Regions from separate parts of the Mus musculus genome. Here regions 1, 2 and 4 are each linked to region 3. Evidence: chromatin contacts called from public Hi-C, HiCAR-type and HiChIP or PLAC-seq data. All regions are on one chromosome and are shown on one strand. Each heading gives the region's core, a stretch centred on a gene start, on an enhancer-like site or on the middle of the called end of the contact. The rest is flanking DNA. Distances are from core to core; before and after follow the strand shown.

Region 1 (4,425 bases), core at 915-3,414, 530 kb after region 3:
TTAACTATGTTTGATTTTGCTCACTAGATTACCAGCGGCCATGGTACTTAAGCATAAATTATGAACTTAGTAACTAAACAAATGTAAACATGTATATAGACTAACCAAGACCCTAAAATTTACATATAGTCAACTCCTTAATGAGTAAAATCATTAACATGTCCTCAGTAGCCAACTTAAGTATTCAAAGAGCAGAGTGCTCTGAACAGCATGCTCTCCCTGACTAGCTTAGAATCACAGTGCTGTACAGACACACACTAGGTGGGGGCTCCATGGTTTTGGAGAGGGGAATAGCGGTGATGGACTTGCTAACAATGCACTAGACAGAATGAGGGGCAGAAAAGTGAGCCACAAAAAGCCATGCATAGATAGATCCTCGGTCCTATGGTGACTCGGAGGGCGTGTCATAGTGTGACTTTGTGCAGTTTACAGAGAACACAGTCAAATTCTCTGGGGCACAGTGAAATTTGAATTTCAGGGGAAATTCAAGTCCTTATAGTCAGAGTCTCTTTCAGCTTCCAGATTAAACCAGAAGAAAGTCATATCATAGGAATAAAAGTCATGGCACTATGGGTAAGGTCTAAGTCTTAAATATAAAACAAATCTTGATAGTGTCAAGACTTCTATCTATAGACTAACAGCCTCCAGAAATAAAACTTCACTCTTCAGAGAGAACACAATCTTGAGCCTATGTATTAAGCTCACAATCTACCAATTAATCAAATATTGCATGGTAAAGAATTTAAGTGACTAAATATTCAAAAGATTTTTAAGTCTAAAGACAATTCAGATAACAGTTATCAGGCAAAGACTTAACCACAATTAGCATTGAGATACAAATTATCCCATGTAAAGTTTTTAGATTTACTTTATATGTATATGAGTGTCTTGCCTGCACATATGTATGTGCACTATATTTATGTGCACAATAGCCACATCAGGTCCCCTAGACCTAAAATTACAGATGGCAGTGTGGGTGCTGGGAAGCAAGGTTGTCTGGCAGAGCTACCAGTGCTCCTAACCACAAAAGCATCATTCCAGCCCTTAAATTTTTTTTTTTTTTTTTGAGACAGGGTAGCCCTGGCTGGACTGGAAGACGTGCCCACTATTGCATTCTGCATGCTGGAATTAAAACTATATGCCACGACATGCAGCTAAATACAAACTTATTTTTAAGGTTGTTTCCTACAGAGTACAGATGCTAGGACTGTATTGCATTTATAAAATGTTTAAAAACAAGCTTCAAACTTCTTGGATGTATCCAAGGCTGGAGAGATGGTTCAAGGGTAAAGAGCACTGACTGGCTGTTCTTCCAGAGGGCCTAGGTTCAATTCCCAGAAACCACAGGCAGCTCACAACCATCTGTGATTCCAGTTCCAGGAGATTCAACACCCTTACAAAGACGTACATGGAGGCAAAACACCAATGCACATAAAATTTAAAAAGTAATTCATAAAAGTTGTTTTAAAGTAAAGTGAATCATTTGGACAAAAAGTAAAGGCTAACTTAATAGATGGCTACTCTCAAAATAATCTAACACATTTTAGCCTAATTGACAGCCTGCCCTTGAAAGGTCACAGAATAAAATAATAAGTGCATTACACAAGGGTAGACCTTAAGGAAGAATAAAACCATAGGATGGTGTTATGTTTACTCTCTAGAAGATCATATCCAAAGTCCCTGAAAGTGGGGTGAGTTTGGATGGTATACTGCAGTGACTGTGAAGGCCTCGGATGTCAAGCTAAGAAAGCACGCCTCAGCTGTTGGGTAAGCAGTGGAAGCCACTAACTAGCAGATCAAAGAGATTAAATATCAGTGGCAAGTAAGGGAAGAGAAAAATATCGTCAGTTCAAACACAAAGGGTAGCCTGGTTTTAGATCAGCTGAGTTTATATGGGTCACATACAATGTTCAGTAATGTGCTTGAGTAAGCTGCTGTACCAACAGCAGAAAGTTGTAAAAAATAAAATTAAAAAAAAAAAAGGAAAAGCCTTGCAAGAGCAGGACAAATCCAACAGCTAGCTGCAAAACCTCAAGCCTTCTCAACATTCTGTAAAAAAACTATCACACCAACAAGTTAATACTATCAATGTGTCACAGTCCTAATGTTATTTGGCTAAGTATTTCCTGCAGCTGTTTTCTCTAATAAATGTGATGAAATTTTAGTCTCACTTTCATCACATCAATTTTGTGTCGGTTCACAAAATCCTGGTATGCTTAAAACCTGGTATAAGGTTTTAATATTCAAACTGTCACCAACTTGCAATGTGAATATGCATTTAAACCATCTTTTCTGGAAATGAATATTGCCCTCCAAGCCCCTGATTGGTGACTACTACCTCCATCCCACAAAGAACTGAGGCTTTCTCTTTCATTTTAGGGAAGATCACACAACTTTTAATCTTCATTTGAAGTGTACAAAATTCCTCCGTTCAGTCCACGGCTTTCCTGGCACATGGCTTTCCTAGATTCAAAGCAGTAACTCCAAGTGCGACCTGCACACTATATTTACTGCTGGTCTACATACTTGTGATGGTCGACAGGGAAGTTAAGCTATTGAAATGTAAAGCAAACATTTGGAAACATTTACTGCATTTTACAGTAATTATATATCTACTAAAATCAGTCACATACATTTTTCAGAGTACATGTCATTTGTAAAAGCAGTACCTTTTTTTTTTTTTTTTTTAGAGCCAAGGTCTCAAAAAAGCTGGCCTCAAAAAGATTAGGTAGCAGAGGTCAGATGAGACTCTACCATCCAAGTGCACTTCACTAAATCTGACTTCTATCAACAACACAAGTTTTTCACCACTATGTGGGATATGCTGGGCTCAATTCATATCTACAGCCATCTGGAACCCCAGCTTTGCCATTCATTTTGTATAATTCTGAGAATGTAACATTTTCTGAACCTTCTTTTTCTCTTCATCAGATGGGTATTACAGCACCTATCACTGCTGGGTCCAGATGAACCAATAGATGCAAAGCCTTCCTTCCACCACTGTCAGTTCTCAATGAATGTACCAGGGACAAATCTTTGGGCATTTCTATTACAGACCTGGCATGTCCTTGTATCTGGAATGGTTCCAGAATTATAAACTTTAATCCTCTTTAAAAACAAAACAACAAAACTTATGGGTTATGTGCACATGAATGCAGTGCCCAAAGCCAGAGGCATTGGATCCCTCCTGGAGCTGGTGTTACAAACTGTATCAATGTGGATGCTGGGAACTGAACTCAGGTATTGTAGAAGTCTATACCACCAAACCACCTTTCCACCTCTTCCTTTACCATTTCTTAAACAAACAAACAAACAAACAAACAAAACTAATTGTATGGTTTCATGGTGTGATGGTTTGTATATGCTTGGCCCAAGGAGTGGCACTATTAGGAGGTGTGGCCTTGTTGGGACAGGTGTGTCGTCGTGGGTGTGGGCTCTAAGACCCTCATCCCAGCTGCCTGGAAGTGCATCTCCTCATAGTAGCCTTCAGATGAAGATGTAGAACTCTCAGCTTCTCCTGCACCACGCCTGCCTAGATGCTACCATGCTCCCACTTTGATGATAATGGACTGAGCCTCCAAACCTGTGAGCCAGCCACAATTAAATGTTGTCCTTATAAGAGTTGCATTTGTCATGGTGTCTGTTCACAGCAGTAAAACCCTAAGACACATGGCTTTCTATTCTTCGAATATTTGAGGTATTGCTATATGTGTAGAGATTGTACTGCGTATGTTATGATTTTGAAAAGAGGAAAGAACTATGATACATCCTGCTCACCTCTCCTCTCTGAATAATGTGTACTTAATACCTCTGGGTAGCCAGCCACTAGAAGGAATCACTTTATCCCTCCCAGAGCAAAAAGCCCAGCACTGAAGTCACTCTACTGTGGCTGTCCTGCTCCCTTCTTTCCTGTTCTGCAGCTTCAATACTTCTGGCCTGTATTCTGTATTTTTCTGCCTTGATAAACTATTGAATGGCTAGAACATAATATGGAGCTGAACTATTTATTGATGAGGAATATAATGGATAATGAAGTCAAGCACCACACTAAAGATCGAAAGAGGAAAAAGAAATAGTGTTTGATGTATTTATAATGCTCACCTATCATTCTGTGGCTATAAGCAATGCTCCATCTAACAACTTTTGTTTTCCAAGCCCTGCCCTCACTACACAGTTTTCCTAATAGCATCACATGCAATCCCAGATCTACCTATTTCTGACGGACTAGGGGGAAATATTACAAAGTATGTACAGAGGGAATCTATTGCCCAAATCCAGTTGTAGTCCCTATTTGACAATTCCTTTTATTTTAATTAGTGTGAAACTTTTCTAGAACAGGGATTTAAGTGATTAAAACTCCCTCTAAGCATCAATTTCCTTAATTGCAAAATAAAGAAGGGTCTGGCATGCAAGTGATGGACAGCT
Region 2 (4,288 bases), core at 1,122-3,621, 510 kb after region 3:
AACACAAAGCCTACTTTACAATGAAGTGTAGGACCTCTCTCTCACACAGGTGGGTGTTTTGTAGTTAATGGGATTTTAACACACACACACACACACACACACACACACACATTCAAAAAGCAATGAAAGCCCGCCCACCCAGAAGAGTGCACCCTTCGCTGTCAACAGTGACAGTGGCTGATCATGAGTTTGTGGCCCAGGCCGAGCATTTCAAGAGGGTTGCTCACTGCAGTTCACTAGCCCAGATAAGAATTCCAAGAGGTTCCCACACACTATGTATTACCTTTGCCCCACATAAAGTCAAAACCTCGTAAGTGGAAGCAGGATGGGTTTGGAATGGTCTAAACTACTCACAGCATCTCAGACTGCACAGAGCACAAGCTGAGGCAGCCCAGCAACAGACTTCAGAGAAGTACATGTATGATTGCTATGGTGCACAAGTCTAGCAACAGCAAAGTTGAAAAATGCATGAAACCAAATGAAATCAGTAATCAAATGAAAAAGCAAAGAAAACTTACCAACAGATGAAAACTCCTCCAGAGTGTGAAAACTTATAATCAAGAGATGAAATTTTTATTTTTTCATCAAACTAGTGTTAGCAGTTGATATCTCAAGATAAAAGAGGGGGGCGAAAAGGAAAGAATTCTTATAAAGTCATATAAAGCAGGATTTGAGAAATGGAAGCAGTAAAAGGATACAGAAAAGGAGGGGGGCAGAGAGGAAGAGAAAAATAATAAGGGGGCGGGGTTAAGGGCAGTCATGGGCCCTAGCACGAGGTAGAAATGAATCACGTGACACTTTGCATTACAGGAGTGGGTGCCAACATGTATTAAGGCTTATACAAACAGTAGTGTATATGGGTATGTACAAATATATACTTCCATCTAGCTCCATCTGCAGAGAAAACATAACCAGCAAGGACACTTAGCTTAGGAACATCAACGGCCTACATTCTGTACACTCAAGGCATGAGACCTCCATGGAGAAAATTTCAGGACTGGAGTAGGCAAGGCACAAGATGAGCCCAGGTGAACCTAGGAAACCCATTTGGACCCCGAAAGTAAATTCAAAGAATGATTACAAACATGGCGGAAGGGAAACCAGCCAGCTTGAAGGCTCTCCTACTGGACAGTGCAATGATCAAAGTAGGCAGTGACAGTTGAAGATTATCATCAGTTTGGCAAAATAAAAACGTCTGTTCTGAAATAAATGGAACAAGAAAATGTTTATTAAAAGTGTTATGTGGCCAGGCGGTGGTGGCACACGCCTTTAATCCCAGCACTTAGGAGGAGGCAGAGGCAGGCAGATTTCTGAGTTCGAGGCCAGCCTGGTCTACAGAGTGAGTTCCAGGACAGCCAGGGCTACACAGAAAAACCCTGTCTCGAAAAACCAAAAAAAAAAAAAAAAAAAGTGTTATCTGTATAAATGCTTGCCTGCATATATGTACATGCACCAAACACTAGGATGCTTTGTCATGGTAGGGTGCCAAGGTAAAGGACGGGATGGAGAGAATGAATACACCATTTTCCACACAACAGATTCAGCCAAGTCCTTCCTTCACAATAGCTTCAAATTCTCATTGTAAGAGAGTCCTTTTAAAAATACTTTGTATTTGTGTAAATGCAGGCCTGGGGGAGGTGGGGGTGGGGGTCACAGGTCAGCTCCCAGAAGGCTCTTTCCCACAGCCTTTTATGAGGGCTTATTTCTTGACATAGGGTCTTTTTGTTTCAGCTAGACTGGCTGGCCAACACAAAGGGACCCTCTGTTCTGGGATTGCAAATGTGTTTGTACATTGCCACACTTAGCTTTTAGGTGAGTGCTTGGAATCTAAGTGTCTCTTCCTGCATGCAGCCATGTTCCCTGGCACGATGATGAAATAGACCTCTGAAACTGTAAGCAAGTCCCATGAAATGCCTTGCCATGGTCATGGAGTTCCTTCACCGTAATAAAACACTTCGACAGACTTCCTTAGAACTTCCACTGCCCCATTACCGCATGGATACCTTTTATGGTGTACTCCATGGATATCAATGGCAACAGAGAAGAGAGAAAGACTGGCACAGAAAACATCTCCTCACATGTGATACCTTTTTACTATATACACGTATACAAATGGGGTCATGAAACAAAACGTACTTTTTATTGTAACTTGTAAGAAAAACTTTGCAAAACAATGCTTTATGCTTTCATCTCTGCAGACAGGCACCGTCTGGTGCATCTCACTACCTGATTCAAAAGGAACAGTAACTCTTAACTGCTGTCAAACAACTGCTCTTCAGATACTTGTCTGAAAGTAACTCCATGTCATTCAAGACCTTAAAAGCCCACTTGAGAAACAATGTAGCAACAATAGTGGAACAGAACTCGGGGAGATGGTGGAATGTGCTGCCTGTGTGTGCAGGACTGCCGCTACCCACCAAGAGCAAACAGGCACTTGAGATGTGGCTGTGCAGGAACTGGCAGAAGTAGCCACCCAGTCAGTGACTCCCATGCTCGACCCCACTGACTCACACATCATCATACTTCACAACCTATCACAGCTTCAGAAAGCAGTACCTGGATCCCAAGGATCCCAAATCATCGGGCAACACCTTAGACAGTCACAGGTGAGGCTGCCAGGGCATTTGTGTCCACAGTAAAAGGCAGATTTATTAGAAGTCACTGACAGACTAATTTTCTAATATTTAGGCAAATTTAAATGGCAAAAAGACAAATGGCACTTAAGTACTGTCTCAAAATGTAGAATGTAAGTAGCCTTTAAAGAATCCGAAGCTAAACTCCATTCTGAGACAGGAGCTATGTATAGTACACATTATGGAAGTATGCAGCCGAGTTAGCTATGTGCTGGAAATGTCCATCTTCTGGCCTCGGCCTCTTCAGTGCTTCTTCACACACATACCAAGTATTTTCTGCACAACTGTTCCCTGAAATTTCCAGCAACATTACACGAATAGTCCACGTAAGTCAAGAAGAGGTATACCACTGCACATGTTCTAAATGCCTGTTTGCCATTTTAGAGTAGCCTACATTTTACTCCCATCACCAGGAGACTCCCATTAAGTACTTGCCAGAACTAAAAATCTTCTTAAAGCCCCATTTTGTCAATTAGAGAATCCCCCCCACCCCGCACCCCAAAAAAAGCAAGCAAGGTCGGTAGTGAACGCATTTAATTCCAATCCTCTGCAATAAGATGGATCTGACTTCCATTACAGCCGGAGATATGAAACGACACCAGGTCTCAAAAGGAACAAACAAGCAGGCACACAGCTGTAATCCCAACATTTGGGAGGCTGAGGCAGGTTTAAAGCCATTCTGGGCTGTGTAGAACCTAAGCTCAAAAGAAAAAGAAAAACCCACAAAAAATACAGGTAATAAGCAAGTTCTCCCATTTGAGTTTTAAGACGGTGTTTTTCGTTTTTTCTACAAGTGATTTTTACATTGATTTAAATATTTATTGCCATCTAGACATTTAGACCATGGAGTCTTAATCTGAGAATACAAAACTGGGTAGGGGTAGTGGTGGTGAACACCTTTAATCCCAGCACTCTGGAGGCAGAGGCAGTTGCTCAGCCTGGTCTACAGAATGAGTTCCAGAACAGCCAAGGCTACAGAGAAAACCTGTCTCAAAATAACAAAATTTATATAATCTGTGTATAGCCCTGGCTGTCCTAGATATAGCTCTGTAGATCAGGCTAGCCTCTGTAGATCAGGCTGTGCCTGTTTCTACCTCCTGAGTGCTGGGATTAAAGGCAGGCACCACTACACCAAGCTCCCCTCTCCCCCAAAGAAAGAAAATCAAAGTACTACCGGGCAGTGTTGGGGGCACAACCTTTAATCCCAGCACTTATTCTGGTGCCCAGCCTAGTCTACAGTGAGTTCCAGGACAGCCTGGGCTTATAGAAAGCCTGTCATGAAAAACAAATGAACATACCATCACATAAACAAGAGCCATGGGGCTGGAGTAATGGCTCTGCAGTAAGCAGAGTCGTTGGTTTTGTGTAAGATCCAGTTGACTCCCAGCACTCACATGGTGGCTCACAACTGTGCTAAGTAATTAACTTCAGTTGCAGGGATTTCATGCCCTCTGCTGACCACCTCAGGCACCACACGATACAAAACATGCATGCATACACATTAAAAAACCAAACCAAACCAAACCCACGACTGGCATGACCACAGCTGGAGGGGAGGGGATGTTACAAAGTGGCATTTGTATGCACTGGCTTTCAGGCATCCTCCCACAGTGGGATTCATTTGGATTCAATGTTTCGAGACAGGGTTTGTGTAG
Region 3 (4,570 bases), core at 23-2,522:
GAGTAGTTTTCTTCCAAGAACGGGTGTTTAACATCTGTATCAGTCTATGCCTGAGCTGCTGTAAATAGATCACACCTGTCTTTAATTATGTTGCATTTTTATTTCAGAAAAAATCACATAAAATCCCAGTACCTAACATATCGAGATGCTCTTGTGATCTGTGCCTGTAATATTAGCGACTGGTCTGTGAGAGTCACAGATGAAGAAACAGCCCCTTCTGGCAGCAAGAGTTGCAGCTCCTCTTCCTACAGATCGCCACAGGCCTGGGATAAAGTCCAGGCAGGCAGGGGTCAGGACACGTGCAGGTCTCCTACTGTCTCTTCTTCTTCCTTCTCCCCCTCCTTCTTTTATTTTACGTTATTATTATTATTTATTTTTTTGGTTTTTCACAGGCGGATTTCTGAGTTCCAGGCCAGCTGGTCTACAAAGTGAGTTCCAGGACTGCCAGGGCTACACAGAGAAATCCTACTGCCTCTTCTTGGTGCAGAGCCCAGTCTGGGACCCCGAGCCCCGCGAGAGCATGTGGGAGCATTTCGGTCACAGTCCCCGGGCGGCTCGTCATCCACCGAGTTACCCCCGCCCGTAGGTGGACTTTCAGTGTTTCTGATCTCAGCACGTCTTTCCTCCCTGGCACAGCCGGAGTGCGGCGGACACAGCCTGTAGGGTCCCGCCCGACGGGTTAAAGGGCTTTAGGCACTGGCTCGCCGAGGGTGACCTTGCGACCGCTCTCCGCTGGACCGGCTTTCCCGCCAGCCCCGCAGGACAGCCTGATGCGCCCTGGGGACGCGCCCGCGGACATCTACGTCCTCCTGCTCCGCCACCCCGCACATGCTCGCCTGGGGCGTGCGCTGCCAGGCACGCTCCGGGCTGAGACTTCCTCCCGGGAGGCTCCGTCCCAGCAGCCCGGAGATCTGAGCCCTGCTTCCGCCCCTCGAGCAACAGCCACCGAGCTGTACCGCTCCGGTCTGTAGACGCACAGCCCCCGGCGGGCTAAGCCTCGCCGGCCGTGGGCAGGAGGCAGCACTGGCCGCACTGAGCATGCTCGGCGGAGAGGGCGGGGCGCTCGGCGGAGAGGGCGGGGCGCTCGGCCGCGCGTCGGGAGGGCGCTCCTCAGGACGGCTCGGCGCCTCCGCGCCAGCCCGCCCGCCCGCCCGCCCGCACGTTCGCTCGCTCGCTCGCTCGCAGCCGCGCCCGCCGCAGGCTGCGCCCGGCCGCCCCGCCCCGCCCCGCCCCGCCCCCCGCCGCTCGTCCCCGCCGCGGCCGCGCCGCCCGCAGCCGCAGCCGCTGCTCCTCCCCGGCGGCCGCCCCCCGCGGGTCCCTCCCTGGCTGCGGGAGACGCGGAGGTAGAGGGAGGACGCCGCCGCCGCTGAGCCGCGCCGCCCGCACCCGAACCCTTCGCCTCGCCCTGCCGGTCCTCACTCTGTGGGAGGAACATGGGTGAGTCCTGCCGGCCGTCATCGCCTGACATTTTCTTTTCTCCCCCTCGGCGTGCTGCAGGGTGGCAGTGCATCTCTCCTGCAAACTTGCCGGGGTCCCCGGGTCCGCGAGGTGCGGGGCGGCGGCCCTCCCAGGGGGAAGGCGGGCGCACGAGGGCGGCCGGGCCGGCGGGGTCGCGCACGGGGTGGGGTCGGCGGCGGGCTCCGCGCTCGCCTCCCCTCCTCCACGCTTCCTGCCGGCACCGGGCCGCGCGGGGCGTCCCCGGGGCTGGGAGGCCGCGGTGCTGCAGGCTCGGTCCCACGGCGAGCCCGACCACTTGGCGGAACTTCCTTCCCGTGGGCGCGATCGCTCCCTCCCCGGCCTGCCGACGGCCGGCGCCGGTGCGGGGAGAGCCGGCAAGTAGTTTGGGAGGGCGATGGCCAGCCGAGTGCCGAGCGGACAGTCTCCAAGGTGGAGGTGGCGACTCGCCCGCCGCCGCCGTGGGCAGCGCGAGGCTGGCGGGAGCCGCTAGCTGTTGAATTAGTGTTGGGAGACTACGGCGTGCACAGTTCCGGTCCTCAAGCGGTTTTCTGGATTTCTCCTGTAGCTGGAAACTGTGCCCTGTAACACATTGTTAAGGAATTTACATGCTGCCTGTTCTGCCCCAGCTGCCCCTGCCTAAATCTGTATAATCTGATTCTAGTTCCATTGTACTTATAGTTAATCCTAAAAGAATGGATACTTCAATGCAAATGTTTTATAAAACTGTTTATGTTTGAACGTGAGATTCTCCTCAGATATTGCCTACCTGTGCATAATTACAAAAGCACCGGATACAAATCTCTTCTGTAATTAAGGGCGAAAAGTTTCCTTTGATAGTAACAACTTAGATCATCTGTCCAGTACACGTTCCCCAGTTTGCTTCTATTCCATAATTTGCGTCTATCGTAATTTCCCCTTTTAAAAACTGGCTTCTTCGGCGTCCCTCCACACGGACTTTGCCCACTCCTTCTGGGCAAGTTATTTATGAGTGTGGTCCTTTCATCTGTCAACACAGTGCTCAATGCTTAGAGTTAGATCATGGCAATACAGAACCCTCCAGGAAGTATCAGAATCCTAGAAATGATGTGGTAGCCTTTCCCGGAAGACCAAATACTCTTAGCTTTGAGTCAGATCTTTGTCATTTAGTAGGAAGAGGACCGTTGGGGGAGAAGGAGGTGGTTTTAATGAAACAAAGCAGAACAAAACACCCATGCCCCTGAATTTTATTTTCACTTGTTTGTCTTCCAAGTGAGTATCACTGACAGTCGGAACATTTCTATAAAAAAAAAAAAAAAAATCGGTATCCCATTTGTTCGTCCCTTTATAGAATTTTAAAAGAATACTAATCCAGATTACAGATTAAAATCTGCGTGTTGGAAAGTTTTTAATTACACTTACAGGTTTGGTGTAGAAACAAGTCTCAGTTTTTTAAAGGTGAGATTTAGTTAAAGCTCATTTTAACTAAACGTTCAAAATGTTGAATCGGTATTTTTCCCCCAGTGGGGGTGGATATCCAAGGTCTGTTGTTGCAAATTAGGGAATAAAAATACCTAAAACAGATTAAGTTACTTAATAATCTTGCAAATCTTGAATGCTGATGGGTGATTTAAAAGGGGGGGGGGAGAGTCAAATACAAACCCACTTTATTTTGAAGCTTCTCAGAAACTCTTGTTTATGTTCCCTCCTGTTAGCACTTGGGGTACCTTGTTAGAAGTTTTGTTGTTTTGTTTAAATAGCACCCACATAATGTCTAATGGAGTTATTTGCATATCTAGTTGTTTTGAGCATTTAACTTTATGTTCAAGAAGATGACATTTTATGTCTTAAGTTTTGTGTCTTTTGTGAGAGTTTTCACATAGTAGGTGTTCAATAAAATTTGGCCAAATTATTCTTTACACTGGCATGTACTTTCTGCTCTTGAACTTGAAACGTAGGCCCTAAACGTTGGCGTGAATTGGTAGACATGGAAGTATAGAAAATGTCTTGCTGTAAGGCCTTTCACTAAACACTGGTTACATTATTGCAGGGTGTGGGTTTTGAAGGCAACCTTAGGTATATAGTTTCCTTCTATAATGCTGTTTGCAGTGATTAAGATGTCTTTGTATGATCGAGAGGTATATACAATAATAAAACATTAAAACCTTGGAAGATAATTTTATATCTGAGCCACAGAAGTTAAGACAACTCCTAAGATATACTAATTAATGGTGGGGGAAGGGATTATTTTTTAACTGTCTTTTAAAGAAATCAATAAGGTGCATTTTATTTATTTTAGGTAGTCTGCTTTGTTTTTGTTGTCTTGGGTAGCAAACCCCAGAGCCTTGTGCATATTTGAGTCCCAGCTGGAACCCTTAAAGGGTATTTTTATGGCAATAGCTTTTCTCCATAAGAAAATGAAGAATATTTTCTATATAACCTCACAGATCCCAGCTGTGACTTTAATTACTATAAGTGTATATGTTATTGCAACCCAATATTGATCAAAACTCCATCCTATGGAGTGTACGGTGGGGAGGCAAGAATGAGTGATACAAACACACTTACGGTTTCCTATACTCTCCAGAACCATATGAGCCACAAATAACTATACTAAAAATGAGTGTGTGAGTCGCAGGAGTAAAGGCACACACCTGTATTCTCACCACAATGGAAGAAAGGCTGAGGCAGGAGGATCAAGAGGACTGGTGGGTTTGAAGCCATCCTGGGTTGCCTGGCTGGATTAAAAAGAAAAGTTATCCTGTCTCAAACAGCAACATTAAAGTCTTTATTCAACATGAGGAAATCTGCAAATGATACAAAGTATCTTTGCATATATTAGGAAGCTGTTGGGGATGCAGAGGTTTTAGAGAAATGTTATGTGAACCAAAGGTTAGTTAGGTTTCTAAACAGTAGAAATGAGAATGCTGGAAAGAGGGGTATGGGGTAAGATGAAAATAGATAGGGAAGGTTAGAGATGTTTCTAGAAAAGTTTATAAAAGGCCTTGTTTAGCTAGAGAAAAATACAGAAACGTTGGGAGACAGAAGTGAAAACGTATTACCAGTCACCAAATAGTGGTAGGTCTGAAATGCTGGGCTGAAGTTTGCACTTGTTGAGGGAGTCAACCATTAAATG
Region 4 (4,257 bases), core at 1,071-3,570, 880 kb after region 3:
AATATGTCTGCATACAGACGATGTGTTGTGTTTGACCTGTTCTCAGCGTCCCTGCTCAGCTCTCTACACCCCTCTCTTACTGCTTTCTCTTTCCCTTCCCAGGGAATCATTTTCTTGAATTTTGAGGTTTTTTTTTTTTTAAGTAGATTCACTAGACATATGTGTTTGCAAATAATTTTACAAATAGTCTTATTGTGTTTCTGTTTAAATTCTCAAACTCTTCAACTTATCTTTTACATACTTTTTCAAATGCATTCATGTTAGACATGTGTTATTGATGTAGTTTTATTGAACCTATAGCTACATATCGCTTAATAGATTTGCCTCCTAAGGAAGAGATTGCATCTGTGAATTGTCTTACATGAATAGCTTTGTGCTTGGGTATAAATGTTGGACCTGAGGAGGAGTCTCTGGGCTTTCAAATCTATCTGAATGTCAAGCTGGATTTATGAGTTTGTACCAATTTATAATTCTAATAATATTTGATGTGAATTCTCATGGTCTACATATACTCCAGAACGCTGGTGTTATGAGATAGTTTCAGCTTGCTTATTTCTTGTCACCAATGAAGACCTATTAATTATGCATGTCCATAGTTTTGCTTTTGTAACTCTCATCTGTTTTCCGGTTGAAGCAGGGAACTAGACCTTAGTAGCCCCCCCCAGACCTTAGCACAACTGACTCCATGATAAAAATTCCACTCAGGTTGTAAAACTCAGCACCACTTGCCAAAACTAAAACAAAGACCTAATCCATCAAAGGCCATAATTCCAGGAAAGTCACAAAACGTACTGACCTTGCCTTTTGGCTTCTGTAGTTCTGCTTCAGGCTAAGAGTCCTTGCTAAAGTGCTGAAGTATGTTCACCCGGGACATGGTTTTGTGTGTGTGTGTGTGTGTGGTGTGTGTGTGTGTGTGTGTGTGTGTGTGTGTGTGTGTGTGTGTGTGTGTGTGTGTGCTTAAAGGCTTACCCTAAGAAGGGCTTGGAGTTACACTGGGATCCCAGACACTTGGTGTGGGTTGTAGGCTGACTAATAAGACTTTCTATTGGCTTAAACCCACATCTGAGCAGTCTTCTCTTGTGGATGCCCCACAACACGATTGTTTATGCTACACATATAAACATTCTTTGCTTTTTGTTTTGTTTTGTTTTTGTTTTGCTTGTTTTTCTAGAAAAGCTTTCTCTCTATAGCCCTGGCTGTCCTGGAACTCACTCTGTAGATCAGGCTGGCCTCAGACTCAGAAATTCCCCTGCCTCTGTCTCCCAAGTGCTGGGATTAAAGGCATGTGCCACCACTGCCCGGCACATGTAAACATTCTTAATGTATGTTATGCCCCAGTCAGCTTCATGTTGCTATAATAAAATGTAAGAGACCAGCTGACATACAAAGAAAACAAGGTATGTTCAGCTCATGGGTTGGGAGGTTGACGGATGGAACAGAATGCTGCCAATTCTATGAAGACCTTGTGGTAAGGATGGTGGAGCTGTTGGGGGTGTATGTGAAAGGGGTGGAGAGGGAGTGAGCACATTACAAGACAGTAAACGGTAAAGAGTTAAAATGCTGTTTCTAGGAGCTCAGGAACACAAGCGCTGCATTTCTTGCTGTTACTCGCTAATCACTCCTGAGAAGTTTGTTAGACATCCGAGGAACTTTGCCCATTATTTGTTGTCACTTTGATTTTTCAGATAGGGTCCTACTCTGTAGCCCGGGCAATCTTTCTGTTTAATTCTCCCAAAGGCTGGAACTATAGGACTGGGTCACCACACCCAGCTTCTCCTCATTTTTTTTCCTCCCTCTCACTCTCCTTAATTTATTTTTAATCATGCATACAAAGTAATGGATTTCATTGTGACGTTCTTTAATACATACCTTGTTTTGTTCCTTTATTTTCCACCATCCCTTCCCTCACCATGCCCCTCCCCTCTCCTTCTGCCCCGCCCGCTTGCTCTCCGAGCCCTCCCCTTTCCTGTTATGGGTACTCTGTTATTCTCTTTTCCTCAACCTCCCTCCCCCGCCTTGAGACCGCCTCTTCCCACCCCTGAGACTCAAATGGTGTCCTTTCACAATGACTGGGAGGCCTTCCCAGCAACCCCACTGCCACCGCTGTTTCTGTCACATAGCACGCACTGGGCTGACTTTCTCCCTTTCCTCTTTTCCTGAGATCCGCAGCACATCCACCATACCCCGTCTGAAACCAGCAAGAGATGCACTGTGCCATGCTAGTGAAGCTGTGTAACAAGCGGCCTGGAGCAATGGCTGTTACAGAGTTCTGGAACTTAGATTTCCCACAATGCTGATCCGTTGCTAACCTATCTCCTCACAACCAGGGAGGCAGGCACCTGGACCCATTGGAGTGTGAGTGGGAGAAACTGAAGAGACACCGCTTTGCTCTTTTGGAGGCATCAGACAGTCAGCTGTTTCCATCGATAAAATCTCCTTAAGTCCGAGATTTAAGGAAATAACAAAATTCAGCCGAGACCCAATATGAGGCTGGAAGGCCATCGGCAGACCTGAGCTTCTATCAGTTAAATTATCTGCTTTTAAAGCCGTTCTCAGGTATAATTTTCTATTCATCGTTAGAAACAATTGCTAACATCTCGGGTATGCTTACTTATGAGTCTCAAATATGCTTTTTAAGGCATACAAGAACCAAGTAGGCCATTTTGAGAAAAAAGGATGCTGTCTTTTAAAGTTAGTCACTTATATTGAGGAGACCGTCCGTACTAACAGCACTGCACTATTCATAGAGACATTTATCTTGTGGGGAAAAATTGCTAGCCCATTTAACAGCAATTGTTGAGTTTATACCAGGTGTGTGCACAGCAGGAAAGAAGATGAAACACCGGGGTAAATCAAGGCACGCCTGATGATGACACCCTATTGAAAGGAGCCATGAAGAAGTGACATGTTTAAAAACAAAACGCAGGGAGGAGCAGGTGCTATGAAGAGTGCTTTGAAGAAGAAAAGGGGTTAGAAGGTGGTGAGGCTGGGGTGACAATGGGGATTGCTACAAGGGGGTGTTAGGACTCCTTTTGGAGAAAGTGCATACCCAGAACAATACATCCTGTATGAGAAGAAGTCCCAGGAACAACTGTGGTGTGTTCTGGGCTGGAAGAGTGGGAGAGCAGTGTTCATGATTCCAGCAACAGCTGTACAAGATGGCCACCGCACGTGACTTACAGTGCCTCCTTATCCTGTCTGTTCCCTTTGTAAACCCGTGTGCTATGTGTGTACTATTTTGAACTTAAGGGTATTAATATTTTATGCAAATGGGCAGGGCATTTTTTCTGAATAACATTAACTGGGTTTTTTCACCAATCCTTCTCTTTGGAGGATTGTATTTCCCTTATTTTAAATAAAATTCGATAATTTACTGATACATGGGTAGAATCAAGAGACCACAAGAAAGGAAATTTTGCTTTCGGAAGTATCTTTGAAACTTCTGTCAATTAATTTATATTAAATATATATACATACATACACACACACACACACACACACACACACACACACAAAGTTTTACTTGAATGTATGGGTATGCATCACGTGCACAAAGAGCTGTGGAAGCCAGAAGGCTTTAGATACGCTGAAGTTGGCCTTGTAGGCAGTTTTGAGCTGCCCAGTGTAGGTCCTGGGAAACGAGTCTGGGTCCTTGGCAAGAGCAGCGAGTTCTCTTAAGTGCTGAGTCATCTCCTCAGCTGTAGATTTTGGAATGACGAATGTGATGTGCAACTAAATTCCGCACACAGTCTTCACATTTCCCTCTCAACATGATAGCCGTGGGAGCATCTCTGGGTACAAACAGAACTCATGGATCTTCTCTCTCAGGAAATCTCCTGGGTCTGCTGGCCTAGTGAAGAAGTCTTAGGCAGGTTTTATAAATAGTATAAATATATAAATAAATATATAAATAGTATAAATATATAAATAAATAGTATAAATAGTAAGAGCCGAGATGTTTACTAAGAATAACTAAAGTCCTTGTGTGTTTACAAATGATCTTATTTTTAATAAAAGTTAATACAGAACAAGGTTAAGTTCTAGACCACTCTCTATTGCTTATGCTAACTTGATTGGACTGGCTGGAATTATAGCCCATGCAAGGCACAATCCCTGACACCACAGTTGAGCTGGTAGCTTTTAGTATTTTGCTTCCCCATGATTTGAGATGTGTACTTATGTAATACAGACATGTCTTCTGTGTGACCATCTGACATAGGGAAAATAATCTGGGGATTGTTTTCTGTAGCATGCAGT

Evidence for each region. A called contact is a pair of places that touch in the nucleus more often than the background predicts. HiCAR-type assays count read pairs that join an accessible place to other places. HiChIP or PLAC-seq counts read pairs in DNA pulled down with a chosen protein or histone mark.
Region 1: a Hi-C map of Th1 cells shows a contact between it and region 3, with 3 times the contacts expected there. The contact joins the enhancer-like site here to the promoter of Rap1gds1 in region 3. A contact is called at or near these places in 6 of 39 promoter capture datasets (the 3T3-L1 cell line, hematopoietic stem and progenitor cells, hippocampal neurons and 2 more), 1 of 15 datasets of contacts at CTCF or cohesin (the NIH/3T3 cell line), 7 of 484 Hi-C or Micro-C datasets (CD4 T cells, CD8 T cells, the G1E-ER4 cell line and 4 more) and 7 of 115 datasets of contacts at active chromatin or transcription factors (the 230-238 cell line, astrocytes, bone marrow-derived macrophages and 3 more).
Region 2: an H3K4me3 HiChIP or PLAC-seq map of neural tube shows a contact between it and region 3, with 3 times the contacts expected there. The contact joins the enhancer-like site here to the promoter of Rap1gds1 in region 3. A contact is called at or near these places in 3 of 39 promoter capture datasets (hippocampal neurons, liver and neural stem cells), 1 of 15 datasets of contacts at CTCF or cohesin (pro-B cells), 2 of 484 Hi-C or Micro-C datasets (the G1E-ER4 cell line and cerebellum) and 6 of 115 datasets of contacts at active chromatin or transcription factors (astrocytes, embryonic forebrain, embryonic stem cells and 2 more).
Region 4: a contact with region 3 is called in a HiCAR-type map of astrocytes, with 3 times the contacts expected there. The contact joins the promoter of 4930579F01Rik here to the promoter of Rap1gds1 in region 3. A contact is called at or near these places in 1 of 39 promoter capture datasets (hippocampal neurons) and 1 of 115 datasets of contacts at active chromatin or transcription factors (astrocytes).

What each region holds. Positions count from the first base shown.
Region 1 is chr3:138,540,165-138,544,589 of GRCm38.p6, reverse strand. All of the region lies in intron 2 of Eif4e (eukaryotic translation initiation factor 4E), which reads right to left. Among named protein-coding and RNA genes, the nearest start is that of Mir1956, 16 kb to the right of the region's middle. Within about 2 kb of position 2,164, at least 35 of the 459 cell types and tissues checked have an H3K27ac peak or open chromatin away from gene starts, as enhancers often do. A contact at or near this core is called in CD8 T cells, the G1E-ER4 cell line and Th1 cells, where this site is marked.
Region 2 is chr3:138,558,559-138,562,846 of GRCm38.p6, reverse strand. It overlaps Eif4e (eukaryotic translation initiation factor 4E), which reads right to left. Exons shown (of 8, transcript NM_007917.4): 8 at 3,151-4,288. Among named protein-coding and RNA genes, the nearest start is that of Mir1956, 34 kb to the right of the region's middle. Within about 2 kb of position 2,371, at least 12 of the 459 cell types and tissues checked have an H3K27ac peak or open chromatin away from gene starts, as enhancers often do. A contact at or near this core is called in neural tube, where this site is marked.
Region 3 is chr3:139,071,903-139,076,472 of GRCm38.p6, reverse strand. It overlaps Rap1gds1 (RAP1, GTP-GDP dissociation stimulator 1), which reads left to right and starts at 1,272. Exons shown (of 15, transcript NM_001040690.2): 1 at 1,272-1,437. The coding sequence starts at 1,434.
Region 4 is chr3:138,191,894-138,196,150 of GRCm38.p6, reverse strand. 4930579F01Rik (RIKEN cDNA 4930579F01 gene) reads left to right here and starts at 2,320. Exons shown (of 9, transcript NM_001374685.1): 1 at 2,320-2,556.